2 separate regions of the Mus musculus genome follow, and region 1 is linked to region 2. Evidence: chromatin contacts called from public promoter capture Hi-C data. All regions are on one chromosome and are shown on one strand. Each heading gives the region's core, a stretch centred on a gene start, on an enhancer-like site or on the middle of the called end of the contact. The rest is flanking DNA. Distances are from core to core; before and after follow the strand shown.

Region 1 (3,744 bases), core at 553-3,052, 150 kb before region 2:
CAGTGTATGGAAGATTAAATCCTCCAACTCGTTCACAGCCTCCAACCACAACTATCACCTCTGAATAGCCAGTAGACCTAAAATAGTTATTGTTAAGAATGCACAAATAATAGTTAAGTGGTATATTAAAATATAATCAAGACTGTTAAAATATAATCAAGCCCTAACGCCATGACAGGCAATTAAATTTGTCCTTGCAGATATGCTGAACAGTACAGGCTGCCAGTGATTTACTTTGCAATGATTCATTAGTGGCATCATTATGCCACAGAAAATATCTACAAGGATTTTTCTTTTAAAGTGTTTTAGGTTTACATGTATGAGTGTTTTGCCTACATGTATGTATGTGTACCACCCATGAGCTTGGTTTCTACGGAGGTCAAAGAATGGGACTGGATACTGGATACCCTGGAATTGGAGTTAGGGATGGCTATGAGTCACCATGTGGGTGCTGGGAACCAATCCCTGGTCTTTTGCAAGAGTATCAAGTGCTCTTAACCAGTGAGCCTGCCCCTACTATTAAACTTTTTCTTCTTCTTCTTCTTTAAAAAGACACAGCCTCAAAATATCACCCATCCAGGCTGGTTTAAACATCATGATCCTCCTGTCTCAGCCTGAGAATACAAGTGAGTGATGGAAAAGGGATTACAGCCATCAAACCTGTCTTTTCTGGTTGGCTGGTTGATCTAGATACAGGGTCTCTCTATGTAGCTCTGGCTAGCTGGGAACTCACTATGTAGACCAGACTATCCTGGCACACAGACTCACTAGTTTCTGCCTCCTGAATGCTGAAATTAGAGGCAAGGAATAACACTCTGGCTTTTATAGGTTTTGACTTTTTAAGCCTTCTGTTTTGCCATAGTACTAGGGTCGGAAACATGGTCATTGGGCTTTCAAGGCAAGAATTCTACCACCTTTTATTATTGCTAAAAACAAATCCAATGTCTATGTATTTAAGAGTATTTCTTCAGAAATAAGTTATTATATTTGCAAGGTCTTCATGCTGTCCACTAGGGATATATGAAATCAAAGAAAATTCAAAAACATCTGTATGTCTAACTGTTACAATATGCATGCATCCATTAAAAATGGAGATCACAAGACTTTAAACCTTAAAGAGACAGAAGAGTTCTCCATCTGTAAGATCTAATGCTATCAATTCATTGTATTATCTAAAGACAGGATTGGCCAGCCCTAGAAGAAATACATAAATGAATGAAGGAGTAAAAGAATAAATCATAGAGTGAATATTTGCTATAGCCACTCAACTTATTGTCTCAGCAATATTGACTTGAACATTACAAATTCTTTGGCAGGAAAAATTTTAATGTTGGGTGAATTTCTCAAGTTGCTATCAGCTGAAAGGACCCAGTTCTAAAGCTCTCCTGTAGAGACTTGACTATAACAACATGCTGAGCAGGCAGCTTTAACACATTTAATCTGCTAGCTGGTTCTCCTCCTTTCTCTTTTTGTATGGTACTAGTTTTGAACCCAGGGCCTTGTACATGCTAGGCAAGCTTTTAGCCCCCAACCTAAATTTTCAACCTCACAATTTTTTTAATTTTAATTTTTAATTTTTAAAAATTTTTTTGTGACAGGACAGGGTCTCACTATTGTTGCTCAGGCTAGCCTTGAGTCGTTGACATTGTAATCTCCTGGTATCAGCCACCAGAGCAGAATAGACTAACACAGACTAGAAGAGAAGCAAGTTAATTGGTTTCTCATAGTCAACATTAGATCCACCCCTACAGAAATCTGATTTTCTTATTTTCTAAACTTGGCAAGGACACAGGAGTCTGTGTGCCAGGGCTCTCCACTGGGAACTACCCCAGGCAGGCGGCTTTTATAAGGAAAACAAATGTAGTGACCAAGACTCACAATGTTTACTTTTAAAAAAGTGGCAATTAACTTTAGATGCCCCAGTACAGGGGAACACCAGGGCCAAAAAGGGGGAGTGGGTGGGTAGGGGATTGGGGGGGTGGGTATGGGGGACCTTTGGGATAGCATTGAAAATGTAAATGAGGAAAATACCTAATTAAAAAAAACTGAAAAAAAAAGTGGCAATTATCTAAAAATTACTATTGGGAACTAATGGTAGAAATGTTTAAATACTGAGACACAATTATGCCCATGTGACTTAAATGTACAATGTTCAGAGACAGCTTAACTCTGTGGGCAGGGTGATGATTATTAGATGCCATGACACAGAAACACGTTCACGCCACAAAGCACGGTGATCATGTAAATGGATAGTACATTCATAGATTAAAAAGACATCTGAGTGTGGTGTCACATACTTCTAATCCCAACCCTCAGGAGGAAGAGGCAGGGGGCTCATAAGGAGGCAGGGCTTCACAGTGAGACTCTGTTTCAAAAAAACCAACACATAAATGGACATAAGGTCAAACTGCCTTCTAGGTATTTGTGTTTATACCCAAAGTGCTGCTCTCAGCCTTGATGAAGGAAGCATTTTGCAGTAGGCAGTGGGTTAAAATGCTGGGAACAAGTGACTGGTAAGTGGAGTTCCCTGAATGAGACAATCACTACCACACCCTTCCAAGGCTCAGAGAACACTGCTAAGAGCTGAAGAACGGCAGAGTGTGATGCAGCTCTATTTTCTGGACACGCCATGGCTGTAGCAGTAAGAAATACACAGCAGCTGTAGCAATAAGGACCACACAGGTTATCTGTACAAGATGGGACCTTTCAACATTTCACCATGGATGAAGGAGGGGCCATAAAGCTCCATCCTTCCCTGAATTGCTATTGGCATTAATGATGGCCAGAGGAGAGAAAGTCACTTTCTTCAGTAGTACAGTCTTGGGTAAGCTGCCCAAGTGCCAGGTAATACTCTCCCACATATGCTTTGAACACACACATAAACATGAAAGTAGAGGGGTGAGTGGGTAGTTGAGAAGGGGGCTGTGGTCAGCAGAAATGGGAGAGGGTAAGAGCAGGAACTGTGGTAGTGGATCATAATATATAATACATATTTATACACATGAAATTGTCAAGATAGTAATAAAAACCATTAAGACAATAGGACTAGGGAAATAACTTAGTTGCAGAATAAGCCCTGAGTCTATCTCTAGTACCAAACAAAAGAAAACTACCACATCTCATAGTAGTCATGAGTTCCTCCTGCTCACAGATAAGCATTAGAGAAACCAGAAATGTTATATATGCAGGCTTTTCTCTTAAAGCGGAAGGGATGTGTGTACCTGCTTTCTTCCTAGAATGCTGGAGTGGATGTTGTTATAACCTGGTGATCTTTTACCTACAGAGCCAAGCTTCACCAGAATCCTCCAAATGCCCAGACACTGTTTCTTAATAGAACCCATTCCTATGAAAGAGGTTCTATGTACTTGCAAAAGAGTTTACTTCTATGCTTATTACAAACCCTTCCTCCCTAGTCCCTGGTCATGAACACTGATTCTCAGTGAATAGAATGCATCCTTATGGAAGAGGTCACATGTAGTTTGCAAAGGAGTTTTGATATAATCATGCCTTAAGCTTTGTTGTGATCACTGTCACATGGGAACTTTTTTCCAAACTTGTACTAAGCTTAAATATATCAAAAATTGACTGACTGAGGTAACAACTCCTTGAGCCAGGACAGCTAAGTCCTTCTTGCCTCCTGAAGTTGTTTCTCTGCTGGCAGTAGAGCTTGTAGGGACCCCCACAACATCTTGCTTTTAATGGTCACTTCTGGTTGTTTGTCCAGACTAATATAGGGTGAGGTTT
Region 2 (3,869 bases), core at 1,357-3,856:
CGCGTGCGAGCACACACACACGCACACGCACACGCACACGCACACGCACACAGAGAGACAGACCCACAGAAAGAGAGATACATGTATACAAAGACAGATAGACTGACTTACTGACATAGACACAGAGATACACACACATACACACACACACACACACACACACACACACACACACACACACACACACAGATAGGCAGACAGAAAGACAGACAGACAGGCAGGCAGGCAGAAAGACAGACAGACATGTGTACACAAAGACAGACAGGTAGACTGACAGACATATAGACACAGAGATATATACCCAGAGAAACAGACAGAAAGACAGCAGACGTGTACAGAAAGACAGACAGACTGACAGACATATAGACACAGATACATAGAGACAGAGGAGACAGAGAGAGACAGAGACACAGAGAGAGGGAAAGACACACAGAGACACACACACATAAGTCAAGGTTACAAAGATATTTGTTTGGATATTTAGTGGAAGGTGATGCGATGAGGCATTGCCTACTTCATTAGATTAAGGGAGGAATGTAGTGCCTGGCTCTATACTTGGTATCTAACTGCAGCACAATGGCTGCCAAGTGTAGCAGCCCAGTTAGAGCCAGTGGTGGAGCTCATGCTTCCTATACAAAACATCTGATCTGAGTATGAGTTGGACAAGAAATTAAGGCAACACAGAATATGACTGAAAGTGCTGTGATTTGAAACTGGGTTTTATGATGGAAGAAAGTACTGCTAGCCAACACACCATGCAGCTTTCAAGTGATGATGCTGTCTAAATGTGGGGGCATGAAGATACATGTGACAAGCACTTGGTGGCTGTGAAAGAAGAACATTGAGAAGTAAGTCGTGTCACAGAAGAGAGAAGACTTCAGAATTATGATTTATTTTAAAATAATATATTGCTTCTATTCGATATTTGCTTCAATATGATTGTAGCAATTACACTAGCTTCATAAACTAATTAGACTACGAATAATGTCAGTTGCCTCTATAATTATATCAAGGGTCCCATCTAAGTTATCATCTGTGGCCAGGACTAGGATTTTACTGTTGATGTTGATTTTATCGTATTCATGTTGTCTCATTGCCTAGATGTGTAAGAAACAGAGTCTGGGGATAGGCCACGTCATTCCTAGGGACCATAGATGAGCATCAAATCTTATGTATGACTTGGCTCTTGTGGAAATGATTCCTGTTTGTGTCATAATTGGCTTGGTAGTTGAAGGTAACAGATCCCAAAGTATGGAAAAGTATGTATCCCTGAAGGGTTCAGGGACCAAGATAGTTGGTAGGAGGATTAGCTCTGTTGAAGTTGGGGTTAGGGAGGGATTTATATAGTCTGGCAAAAGACAGGATTGTGGAAAGGAAATCCATTACAATGTAGCCTTGATGAATTTTGAGTAATAGGTTGCTACTAGTTTAGTCAATTTCATTGGCTCGGTTTCCTGGGGCATTCTAAAGATGCCAAGCCAATTATTTCTCTCAGGGCTGCTTTCCTGGTGATGTCCCCAAGTCATGCTCCTGACATGCTGCCAGTGCTCACCATCTGCCCCTTTGACTGGCAGGAAACTATCCCTCCTTATGGGAGGGTGAAATCACTAACTTTATGCCCTTTGTAACTCATCTCCTCCTTCCCACTATTTTAACAATATGACTTTCATTGAAGCAGAAGCGTGTCATGTAAGTGTGTATCTGAGTAGGGTACCTTGCAGCCTCTAACTTCACTAGCTGGGATGTATAAGGAGCATTGTGCATGCTCCAGCTGTCAGTAGACCTCATTCTCTTATTTCCTGGATCAGGAGTTTGCCCAGCAGCAAATGTGTGTACTTGGGAGGTGTTGACCCACTTCTCTTGCTTCACAACCTGGGTATAGCCAAGTGAGGGAAGTTATAGAGAGGTAGGGAGATCCTGAGAGCTGTGGCCTCGTGGTTAGATTGGTTTTTCTCTTTAGTCTGTAGGTTTCCTTCAAGGAGTTTCTTAGAACTAGATTAATGACTATAGATTCTTTTAACTTATTTTTATCATGGAAAATTTTTATTTTTCCTCCCATTATAATAGATGGCTTTGCTGGGTGTAATAGTCTAAGTTGGCACTTATTGTCTATAAGAATTTGAAATACATTTTTTTCCAGGCCCTTCCAGCTTTTACGTTTTCATTTGAAAAAAGAAAATCTGTTGTTCTGACGGAATTGCCTTTATATGTGACTTGCTGCTTCTCGCTGGCCACTTTCAGTATACTTTCTTTGTTCTGTACATTTAGTGTTTTAATTATAATATGACAAGAGGAGGTTCTTTTCCGGCTTTGTGTGTTTGGTGTCCTAGATCCTCCTTTTATTTTAAGTTCTAACTTGGGTAACTTTTCTGTTAAGATTCTTTTTTCCTTTACTTTTAAGAATTATATGATCATGTGTGTCTCCCATTTTGCCCTTTCAACTTCCTCCAAGTTCTCACATCGCAGCCTTCTGAACTTTATATTCCCTCCCCTTTTGTTATTATGCCCACTAAGTCCAGTCAATGCTGCCCATATGTGCATGGGTGTGGAGCCATCCTCTGAAGTATGCAACTCCTACTTCCCTACCAGTGGCCACATCTTTCAAAACTAATGATTCTTTCTCTTTCAGCAGCTATTAGCTGTCAGTAGCTCCTCAGGAAAGGGTGGGGTTTGGAGAACATTCACCCTATCTATTACATAATTGTCCCTGGCATGATCTTAAGTAGTTCTTGTTCAGCTAACGACTATTACTAGGAATTTTAAGTGCAACTGCCACGCCATGTCCAGAAGATGGCATTTTAGGCTATGGTTATTTTATGTTTGTGTTCCACTCTATTCATCATCTCTTTCTTTCTGCCTCTTCTTCCACTTGTTTTGTGAGCCTTGATGGTGGTGTGGTTAATGTAGATGTCCCATTTAGGGCTGAGAACCCAGCTACCCACTCTCAGCACTCTGCCCAGTTATGCACTGCTCCACTGACTGTTGCCCACTGCAAAAAGAAGCCTCTCTGACCAATGTTGAGAGCGGCCCAAGTCTGTGGGTATAAGGATAAATATTTAGAGGAAAAGTAGACATCATGAACATTTAAATAAATAAAAACAACAGGTTCAACCCTGGGGTGACCCAGACATGAATTCCCTCTTGTGGAATGGGCCTCAAGTCCAACCAGGAAGCTGTTTTCTCATAAAAGTCAATCCACTAAGCACCATTAAGCATATCATGTTTGGCAAGTTGATATTGTAGCATGAAGGGTCAAGTGCTAGATAAGATTATTGATGTCTTTTCTCCCCCAGCAGTCGGCACAGGAGGATCCTAGCTTGTTTGTGGTTCCTTCCTTCCTTCCTTCCTTCCTTCCTTCCTTCCTTCCTTCCTTCCTTCCTTCCTTCCTTTTTTTAAATTTTTTATTTTTTGGTTTTATGAGACAGGGTTTCTCTGTGTAGCCCTGGCTGTTCTGGAACTCACTCTGTAGACCAGGCTGGCCTCGAACTCAGAGATCCGCCTGCCTCTGCCTCCCGAGTGCTGCGATTAAAGGAGTGCGCCATCACGTCCGGCTTTCTTTCTTTCTTTCTTTCTTGCTTGCTTGCTTGCTTGCTTGCTTGCTTTTCTTGCTTCCTTGCTTTCTTGCTTTTAAAAAAGATTTATTTATTTATTTATATTTATGAGTACACTGTAGCTATCTTCAGACACACCAGAAGAGGGTGTCGGATCCCATTACAGATGGTTGTGAGCCACCATGTGTTGCTGGGAATTGAACTCAGGAACTCTGGAAGAGCAGTCAGTACTCTTAACTGCTGAGCCATTTCTCTAGACCTCTGTGGTTGATTTCTATATGTTCCACAACCAAAGTGCATGGTGTCTTCAGCACTATG

The links. Capture Hi-C pulls out chosen DNA fragments and counts their contacts.
Region 1: a promoter capture Hi-C map of adipose tissue shows a contact between it and region 2. The contact joins two enhancer-like sites. A contact is called at or near these places in 1 of 39 promoter capture datasets (HPC-7-derived erythroid cells), 7 of 484 Hi-C or Micro-C datasets (CD8 T cells, LSK cells, bone marrow-derived DN3 thymocytes and 4 more) and 3 of 9 other capture datasets (adipose tissue, liver and pancreatic islet).

Annotation. Positions count from the first base shown.
Region 1 is chr16:20,110,894-20,114,637 of GRCm38.p6, reverse strand. Klhl24 (kelch-like 24) reads right to left here. Exons shown (of 8, transcript NM_029436.3): 4 at 1-77. Among named protein-coding and RNA genes, the nearest start is that of Klhl24, 15 kb to the right of the region's middle. Within about 2 kb of position 1,802, at least 6 of the 459 cell types and tissues checked have an H3K27ac peak or open chromatin away from gene starts, as enhancers often do. A contact at or near this core is called in adipose tissue, where this site is marked.
Region 2 is chr16:19,961,923-19,965,791 of GRCm38.p6, reverse strand. All of the region lies in intron 2 of Klhl6 (kelch-like 6), which reads left to right. Among named protein-coding and RNA genes, the nearest start is that of Klhl6, 19 kb to the left of the region's middle. Within about 2 kb of position 2,606, at least 33 of the 459 cell types and tissues checked have an H3K27ac peak or open chromatin away from gene starts, as enhancers often do. A contact at or near this core is called in adipose tissue, where this site is marked.